2 separate regions of the Oryctolagus cuniculus genome follow, and region 1 is linked to region 2. The links are chromatin contacts, called in public Hi-C maps. All regions are on one chromosome and are shown on one strand. Each heading gives the region's core, a stretch centred on a gene start, on an enhancer-like site or on the middle of the called end of the contact. The rest is flanking DNA. Distances are from core to core; before and after follow the strand shown. Region 1 overlaps MKLN1 (muskelin 1). Region 2 has its middle 7.7 kb from the start of MIR29B-1.

The links. A called contact is a pair of places that touch in the nucleus more often than the background predicts.
Region 1: a contact with region 2 is called in a Hi-C map of psoas muscle, with 4 times the contacts expected there. The contact joins two enhancer-like sites. A contact is called at or near these places in 2 of 6 Hi-C or Micro-C datasets (psoas muscle and an unstated tissue).

What each region holds. Positions count from the first base shown.
Region 1 is chr3:167,444,828-167,449,389 of mOryCun1.1, reverse strand. MKLN1 (muskelin 1) reads right to left here. Exons shown (of 23, transcript XM_070071320.1): 14 at 1,622-1,734. Among named protein-coding and RNA genes, the nearest start is that of PODXL, 120 kb to the left of the region's middle. Within about 2 kb of position 3,284, at least 1 of the 8 cell types and tissues checked has an H3K27ac peak or open chromatin away from gene starts, as enhancers often do.
Region 2 is chr3:166,948,098-166,953,210 of mOryCun1.1, reverse strand. No RefSeq gene overlaps it. Among named protein-coding and RNA genes, the nearest start is that of MIR29B-1, 7.7 kb to the right of the region's middle. Within about 2 kb of position 1,255, at least 1 of the 8 cell types and tissues checked has an H3K27ac peak or open chromatin away from gene starts, as enhancers often do.

The DNA.
Region 1 (4,562 bases), core at 2,035-4,534, 490 kb before region 2:
CTTCCATCTGCTGGTTCACTCCCCAAATAGTCACAACAGCCTCGGCTGGCGGGTGGCAGGGGCCCAAGCACTTGGGCCATCATCTACTGCCTTCCCAGACACATTATCAGGAAGCTGGATGAGAAGAAAAGCAGCCAATACTTGACTCGGCCCTCTGATATGGGATGTCAGTGTCACAAGCAACAGCCAGCCCTAACAAACAGTTTAAGAAATCACAAAGCTGGAATCAGCCAAAAGGAAGAGAGGAAAAGAAACTGGGAATGCAGCACTGGCTGCCCAGCCAGGGGAATTACGCACGAATTCAGATACACTCAAGGGAGAGGAGGGAGCACGTGAAAAGGAGCCCTGGGCTGACTCCAAGAGTAATTATGGATATAATCAGTTTAGATTTAAAATAGTTTAGGAGGTATAAAACACATATTTTTTAGATGTTTTTATTGAGAATAATAATTTCAGAAAACTACTTTAATACTGAAAAGGGATAGTCATTTTTACATACTTTTGCCAGTGTTAAGAAAAGAAATCAGAATTTCAAGTTATCTTTGAAAAAAAGTAGCCAAATAATTACGTGCAGGAGAACCAGATTCCTAGGATTACAGACACAGCATCAGTTCTTCTGAGGTGGACTTTCAAGAGCAAATTCATTGAGTTTTAAATCAGATCTTTTAGCTTCCTTTTCATTCATGACTTCTACTGTTTTGGTATAGCTTATTTTTCACTTTATAATCTAAATGAGCTTAGAAGGAAGATACAGTTAAAAAAAAGTTCTACAGGGGCCGGCACTGTGGCTCAGTGGGTAAAGCTGCCAGCTGCAGCGCTGGCATCCCATAGACGCCAGTTTGTGTCCCGGCTGCTCCACTTCTGATCCAGCTCTCTGCTGTGGCCTGGGAAAGCAGTAGAGGATGACCAAAGTCCTTGGGCCCCTGCACCCGGAGAAGCTCCTGGCTCCTGGCTTCGGACTGGCACAGCTCCAGTCGTTGTGGCTACCTGGGGAGTGAACCAGCGGATGGAAGACCTCTCTCTATCTCTCTCTCTCTCTGCGTCTCCATCTCTCTGTGTAACTCTTTCAAGTAAATAAATAAATCTTAAAAAAAAAAGTTCTACAAAGAATTGAAAAAAGAATACTTTATCTTAGCATATAATTATGCACATGTTTAATTCAAACCCGTAAGCCTAAACCATCTTACTCACCATGAAGTAAGCATACAAATACACAGTTTATATTAAAAATATCATTTATGAAAATTGCCAAAATAATGAGGACAGTGAGAGGTCAGAACATCAGAAGTATTTTTTTCCAAAGGAAATAAAAATAATAGAGGTGACAAGGATGCGAAAAAAGAAAGATATAGGGTTCTATTTCTGGGCTAAAGCAGCTTAAAAAGTAAATGATATAAAAATAGCCATTTCTACTTATCTCTATTAGATTTGCTTGTATTCTAGTAGTTAAAAAAAAATTAGGTACAGAAGCTGAAATCCAAGAGTACTTACACCAAACTTGCTGACCACAAGTTGTGTTGATACCGCTACAGACAGACATTAGAGAAGAATACAATCACACAAAGAGTAGTGCACACCCGTGCCCTGGTGTAACAGTGGACTAACGTGCCCACGAACTTGCCTCTTTCTCAGTGTCCCGGGAGATACATGTCCACTGGTTCTCCTTCACACTGTATGCCCAGAAGTCGGCCAGATCTTGTGTGCCATCCCAGCCACCAAACAAATACACAGTTTCTGTGGAAGTCAGAAAAATAAGTGTAAAAAATAAAATTTAGGAGAAACTAAGCAATGGCAACCAGACATTGCCAATTGTTTCCACAATCATTTGGGAAAGTACATCTAAATAAATTTTAAAATGAAGTTTTTAAACTGGTAACTTGCCAGTATTTCCTATACATGAGAAAACAGAAATGTTGCTGCAGAATCACTGTTTGGAGCAATCTACAAAACTATGGATAATGAGGAAGTGCTTCCCAAGATTCTAATTCCAAGGTCTTCAGTTTGTATTTTTTAAACATCTCAAGTGAATCTGATGTTAAGCCAGTTAAGGAATTTGTGTTAAAACATGAAAAGTTTACATTTTTAGCTTCTTAACAATCTATATTTTACTACCAGAGACCTAGGTAATCTTTTTACTCAGAATGTAATAAAGAGAAACCCCAGAGGAATACATAGCCTAAGAGGATAACATACAGACATCTAGCTGTTTTTGAAAAACTGTTACATTAAAGGTGGTTTTTTCTCTGTTGCAATACTGAAAACAATATTTAAAAGTAGCTATAGGGGCTAGAGCTGTTGTGCAGCAGGTAAAGCTGCCGCCTGCAGTGCTGGCATCCCATATGGGCGCCGGTTTGAGTCCCGACTGCTCCACTTCCGATCCAGCTCTCTGCTATGGCCTGGGAAAGCAGTAGAGATGGCCCAAGTGCTTGGGACCTGCACCCATGTGCGAGACAAGGAAGAATCTCCTGGCCCCTGGCTCCAGGCAGCTCTGGCCCTTGCAGCCAACTGGGGAGTGAACCAGCAGATGGAAGACTCTCTCTTTCTCTGTAATTCTGCCTTTTAAATAAAATAAACCTTTAAACAAAAAAATAACTGTAGGTTAAAGTTAGATATTTTCAGAATCAAGTGATGTTTAACTTTGCTATTTCCAATAAAGGTGGTGAAATTTTTCTAAATATATTGTGGTACTCCTCAAAAAGTAACCTCTATGTAATTGCAGGTATCAAGAATTTAGTTATTTTTGACTCTAAAATACCTATTACAGTTATGAATTCTCTTTATCACTGTGACAAAACTGATTTCTGTCTCTGTGAATAATGAGTATTTACACTAACATTTTACCTCATAGATCCTTCTTCACACAACTGCAGTGCCTCCCTCTCCTTCAAGCATTTTTCTCCTTTGCCAAATGTCTTAGGCCTATTGGTTACGTAAGCTCAGCTATTTTTTTTTTTTAAGTTAACAATACAGGAAAACTTACAAAGCCATCTACTCTCTAAATGGCATGATCTAGGCCTAATATGTTATGACCATCATCTAATCCCGTATCATGAAAGGCTACGATTCAAGTGCACTTGGAAGTACTGTGACGCATTTAAGGAACTTCTTGCCTTTCACAGTTGGGCTGTCTTCTCAGAGATTTTTGTCATATTTTCAGATAATCTCAAACTCTAAGTGAATTTTCTAAATGAAACACTCGTTCTCTGCCCCAACAATCTGGGGGAGTCACAACGCGCTTCTGCGCTCTGGGTAAGGGAAGCCCACTGGAATAGCACTGAGGTCTAGTGCTAACTGGCTGAGCAAACACACACCATGTAACCTCCTGGAGTCTTAGTTTTCTCACTGTTTGAGCTTCTTCAAATACAAAATACCTGAAAACATTCTCAAGGCTGTCAAACATGGCCAACATTCCCACCTTAACATGCACAAAATACACCATCTATCTGTAACAAGTATCACAGATGCAATAAAAACAGTATTGTTCTATCTGATTCCATGCCTAATTCAGTACTCAGAACATTTTTGAACCCGAACAAATGTGAAATAGCAGCAATTATTTTAAACTACTAAAAAGTTGTCACATCTCACAATTACAGAACAACGCATTATCATTAGTGAAGCAATATTCTGTTTCCCAAATGGTACAACGTTACATCCAGACATTGACAATTTTATAGAAAAAGAAATTAAAGAATTTTCATCTGGCTTAAAAATTATCTGCCAAGGCCTCACTATAAAGGCAATTAACACTTAGATTCCGACGCCTGGAGAGAGACAGTATATAACTAAAACAGCAATAGCAATTGACCTTTTGTTTTATAGTGTTTCTGGGCACCCTCTGGATAAGGTTACCCTGGTTCATTAACTTTAATAACCCTTCCTCATGGGCTCTGGGTTCTCAATGTTCTTTCTGAAAAGCAGGTCTCTTTGTACAAAAAAATTCTCACAGCAAAGAAAACCCACATTTCCACAACAGCCTCATTGATAGCTGAGCAAAATAAAATCTGGCGCAGAGCAAGCTTCTCAATGGAATTAAGCCAAGATGTCATTTCTGTCCATAAAAGCTCTGCAGTCTCAGTTGAAGTTTAATAGTAAAATTAAATGAATCAAATGGACCTACTGACGTATTCGAATTAAAATACACAGCAAAAAAAAGGGGGGCAAAAAAAAAAAAGTTTGATTAAATCATCTACTTGATTCTCTCGGAGATAAATTATTGTCTAGAAATAAATACCACCAAAAGCATTATTTGATGCATAAGGTTGAGAATTATGGAAACAGTTGGGAAGAAAGCATTAATCTCTGGGCAGGGTAACAGACTTGTTTACTGCAAGCCCTTTCGGCCCAGGTTCTGTAACAATCCAGATACATCCTCCTGGGGCAGTAGGATCCCCTCAAGCAACAACATTTTTTTTTTTTTTTTTTTTTTTTACAGAGCCTGGGTTTTACTGTCTCCATTTCTCCTGGCACTGAAGGGAATGTTTATTCAATATTTTTGAGTACTGATCTGAACTGGTAACACACTTTAAAGAGAAGAAGAAGAAATAAAACAGAGAATCAGT
Region 2 (5,113 bases), core at 6-2,505:
TACTCTGGGCTTTGTAACCTCTGTGCGGTGAGAGAACCAGCCCGGCCTGGTCGCAGAACAGCCGGTGCCGGGGCCCATGGCAAAGGCGAGTGAGCACTGGACGCCGAGGGAAACAGCCTGCCACCCGCGTCCAGGGTGCAGATGTGGCCGCCAGGTCTCGGCCGAGCTCGCAGGGCCCGATGAGTTAACAAAGCAGGGACAGCCAGTGAGCCAGTCCCCGCCGGGCACGGGTTTGTTTATCCTGCCTTTCTGAAGTCTGCGCCAACATTCTTGATGGTTTTGAACGGTTCCGGATGTTTCTTTCCTGGCAGGGCTGCTCTCCGCACACACAAGCTCGCGACTCCAGCCCCCCAGGTGAGGGCCAGGGCAGGAGCCAGCCATGCACTGCGTGGCGTGGTGTAGAAGTGTTGGAGAGAAAGTGGAAAAGCTGCAAACGCGAACAAAGGGGGCCACACCAGCTTCCACCGGCCAGGGGTCACAGCAGGGCGCAGCGGCCAGCCACAGCCAGGCCCGTGGGCGGCGTGCCCAGGGCTCCCTCCAGCGCGCCACCATGGCCCGTCCATCCTCAGGGCGAGGCTCCCGCGTGTCCTTGGCCCCCTTCCCTGCTGGAAGAGGCAGCTTGGCCTTTGAGGAATGCTCAGGGAACCGTCTCGGTCAGAGAGGAGAAAAAACTCACTTTGACAAAAGGAAACGAATCAGTTGTTTGCCAGAGGTGGCTTGTTTGCCTAAAGCTCCTTTGTCGGCGGGTTGTGAATTTATTAGCTCCTGGGCCAGAAGCAAAAAGAATATTTCTATCTGAATGTCCAAAGAGGAGACTCAAGTAGACCTCTTTTTTTTTTTTTTTTCCTGGATGAGGAGTAGCTTGTACCACGCTAGTCCTTAGTAAAACAAACTTTGACTCCTTACCACAGGAGAATGAATTGAGCAATGTTCTAAGAACATGCTGTTCTGTCCAGGCACTGAGCGAGCGTCACTTGCAGAAGATGCTCAGGACGCTTGAAAGGGCTTCTCCCGAGTTAGAGGAGAGGCGGCAGTGGCAGGAAGGACCGGGAGAGCCGCCGAACCAGCCCGAGGGGCACGGAGACGGAGACGAGTGGCCACTCCGCCCTCCTGTCCGTCAGGTCATCAGGAAGGGATCCGAGGGGCAGAACCCCGCACGGCCGGCAGGAGGTCCCCTCTGACCGTCCAGCACCCAGAGACCGTCCACGGGTGGCGTCCCCAGAAGAGGACATGCTGGCGCTGCACACGGGCCCCAGGCGACCACGCCGCCTGCGCATGTTTGAGGACAGCGACCTGAGCCTGCAGCGTCCAAGGTTTGTGTAAGGGGAGAAAACGAGCCAGAGACCAGGGGTTTGCACCAGATCTCAGCCCAGACAGCCCTCCCGTGAAGCCTGTGTGTTCCAGGGAGCATTTACACTCGATCTTAGCCAAAAGACCGAGAAGCGATTCCAGGGAGCATTTAAACAGCTGTCATTTATCGCTTTGCTGCTTTGTTGTTTTTAACTGGCATGATTACTGCAAAATGTGGTTTCCTTCCGCCTACCCCCTAATGTAAACCAAGTTTGTCATACCATCAAGTTAAGCATCTCCAGCAAGAATCTCTTAAAAAAATTTTTTTTATTATTACTTGAAGGGCAGAGTGAAGGAGAGAGAGCTTCCATCCTCTGGTTCACTCCCAAAACAGTGGGGGCAGGGTGGGGGTGTCGGCCAGGCTGGCAGGGACTTAAGTACTTGGTCCAGCCTCTGCTGCTCCGCAGGTGCAGTGGCAGGTTGCTGGCTGGGAAGCAGAGCAGCCGGGACTGGAACCCGCGCTCTGCTGTGGGATACAGGGTGTGGGTGTCCCACGCGATGGCCGAGCCCGCTGCACACCCTGCAGCGTGGTGTTTCCCAAGAGGAGCTGTTGTTTAGTCCCAGTAGCAACAAGTGCCATTCTTTCTCTTCCTCCCAAGCCATGGAAACAATTAGGAAAGGTATCTTGTGTTTTCAACATGGTTTGGGGGGAAAATAATATTTCCCTCATCGCCCTATATTGTCTTCATTTTTTTTTCCAGTTCATTCATTTGAAAGAGTGACAGAGACAGACAGATGGAGAGATTGTCCATCCATTGGTTCATTCCCCAGAGGCCCACAATAGCCAGGGCTTGGCCAGGTTGAAGAAACTGGGAGCCAGGAATTCCATCCGGGCTCCCCGTGTAGGTGGCAGGGGCCCAACTACTTGAGTTGAAGGGGTGCCATTGCAGGAAGCTGGGTTCGGAGCGGAGGTGGGACTGGGTCCTCGTCACCCTCATACTGGGTTCCACGCACTTCAAGCAGTGGCTTAGCCTGCCCCATGCTGTCCTTCACCCACCCCTTCATTTCCAAAGTAGGAAATGGATTGTATTTTTTTTTTAAGATTTATTTTTTAATTTACTTGAAAGGCAGAGTGACAGAGAAGAAGATCTTACTTTTGAAGGCAGAATTACAGAGAGGGAGAGAGAGAGAGAGAGAGAGAGCAATCTTCCAACTAGTGGTTCACTCCCCAGATGGCCACAATGGCCAGAGCTGATCCAATCAGAAGCCAGGAGCCAGGAGCTTCTTCTTGGTCTCCCACCTGGGTGGCAGGGGCTGAAGCACTTGGGCCACCCTCCACTGCTTTTCCAGGTGCATTAGCAGGGAACTGGATCGGAAGTAGAGCTGCCGGGACTCAAACCTGTGCCCATATGGGATGCCGATGTCGCAGGCGGTGGCTTTATCTGCTGTGCCACAATACTGGCCCCGAGAAATCTATTTTAAAAAAGAGTTACTGAAGAGAGAATTAGTCCATGTCCGGGCCACCCTAGTGTCCAGATGTCCTTTTCTGCGCTTGCTCTCTGGGGCCAGGGCCTTGGCCATGGCCGTGTCCATGTCTGTCCGTGGCTGTGTGCTGCCTCCCTGGGAATTGTCCTTCTCAGTGCCAGAAAGACATGAGGCTGGTGGAGGTCGCTAGTTCAGCTAAAATCTCCCTTGGGGCTTTTGTTTTTCTTCTTGCTTCATGATGTTTTATGTACTTTAAAAAAATTGTTGTCTAGCCATGTTCCAAATGTTAAGCCGTGGGTAAAATGTTCCCAGCAGAAGATCACACACAGTAAGCTGGGAAAATGAAACGCAAAGAGTGCTGTATGCCTTCTCAGGGTTTTGTGTGGTCCCGTGGGCGTGGAAGGTCCCCGGCCCCCCTGCTGGTCCTCACTGGTTGGGGGAGGGTGGCTGAGTCAGGACAGGGGTGCTGAGCGCCGCCCCCGTCGCCTGCTCTGCTCTGTCCGCCGGGACACCTGCAGCCGCGTGCTGCGTGTGTCATTTGGTATCCATGTGTCCCCACGCCGAGTCTGCTCCCTGTCTCCAGCCCAAACTGCGTTCCAGACCTGCGCACTGTTTCATCCTGACAGCCTGAGGACGGGGATCCTGGGAAGTGGGATGAAGCTGGCCAGCTCACCCTGCACCCCCACCTCCCTTTCTCCATGCCAGGCTCTGCAGAGATGGGGATAGCAGGCCCCGGGGGAACGCCCACCCTGGCCCCCGAGGCTGGCGCCCCACCCGCGGGCACCTCCTTCCCAGTGTTGACTCCGCTATGATATTGACCATGTTTGCCGGCTCGTAGAGCTCACGAAGATGGCGCATGCCTGTTCACTCTTGGGTCTCAGCACAGTGCTTCCCTCGTGGTCAGCTGTAACAGCATCTGTCCTTCTGCTCATTAAATCCGTGTTTCTTTTCCTCTCCCACCACCCAGAGGGGGATACACACTCAGCTTTCTCTCCCCTACCCGACCCCCCCAACTCCCAGCACCTCCATCCTCCCCAGTCTCTGTCTGACTCGGCTGCATTCTGTCTTCATCCTCTGCTACATTTGGTTTCCTGTCCCCTTCCTTTTCCCACCTGCGCAGGCCACCCTGCAGCTGGCTCAGGCCCCGTCCTTGGTGGCGCCTCTGCTGACCACACCATCGGCCTGCTCTGGTGCCATCCGGTCCTAAATCCTTGCCCTTCTGTTGGTCAGTGTGACACACCCAAGCACCTTGACCCCATCCCATAGTTAGCATCACCTCCTGCTGTGTTACTGGTGGGGTACAGCCTCATGCTGGGCTCCCTGGAGGCAGGCAGTGAGCGCCTCTGGGCGGCTTGGAGAAGCCTGTATGGATCCATCGTGTGGAGACATCCCCGGGGCGCTGCCGCCTGCCTCTTAGCTGACCCCTCCTGTGTTTGTGGCTCATGGGGACTCGTGCCTCCTGTTTTACGTTCACTGGCGCTGGACTCGGGGGGTGCATGCACTCACTGCCCCGTCTGCTCAGCCTCATGCGCTCACTGCCTGGTCCACTCAGCCTCGTGCAGCTCCTGGTGTGTGGGACCCCTGGGGACTCCCCAGGGAGCGAGCAGACGGGGGAAGTGGCTGGGCCACGCTGATCCCGGCCTCTGAGCTTGTATGTCATTCCCCAGACTCTTTCTGGGCCCCCTTTCCTTCCTGAGATGCCCCCAGACCCTCCCACAGCCTGTGTTTACTGATACCCAATCCTTCCACCTGCTGACTTAGGGATCCTCTGGAGATTTTTATCCAAGATGTTAGACGTGCCAGTCCCTCCACTGGGGACCGTGGCAATGGTAAGGGTGTGGGGAGGGTCAGCATTTACTGTGTTTCCCTCCTTCGGGGGCTAATGTGAGCGAGGCTGTCGCGTTGAGTGTGAGGTGACCCTGGCTCCTGGGCAGAAGCAGCAGCAGGAGTCCCAGGGGTGAGGCTTGCTCCTTGGCTGGGCTGCGTCTCTGGGGGCAGGTGTGGGACAGGCCGGAGGCTCAGCTCTGCCCTTGAATCTGAACCCCTGGGGGCTGTTGTTGGTGCAGACTCCCCACACTCACAGGGCTGGGGAAGGCAGGGATGTCACGCAGACGCTGGAAATGCGTTTGTCAAGCTCTGGTCCTCAGAGTTGAGACCCCTCGTCACTAACTCGGGCTGTGTCGATGCTCCGGTCTTCCCGTCTGCAGATAAAGCAGCGCCCATCTGCATTCCAGAGCTTGCAGATGGCCGTGGCCGCACACTCCAGAGTTCTGCAGCTCTACGGGAAGCTTTCGAAGGACCAGGTTAGCTGAGGGGGACGTAGGCAGCATTGGGGGAG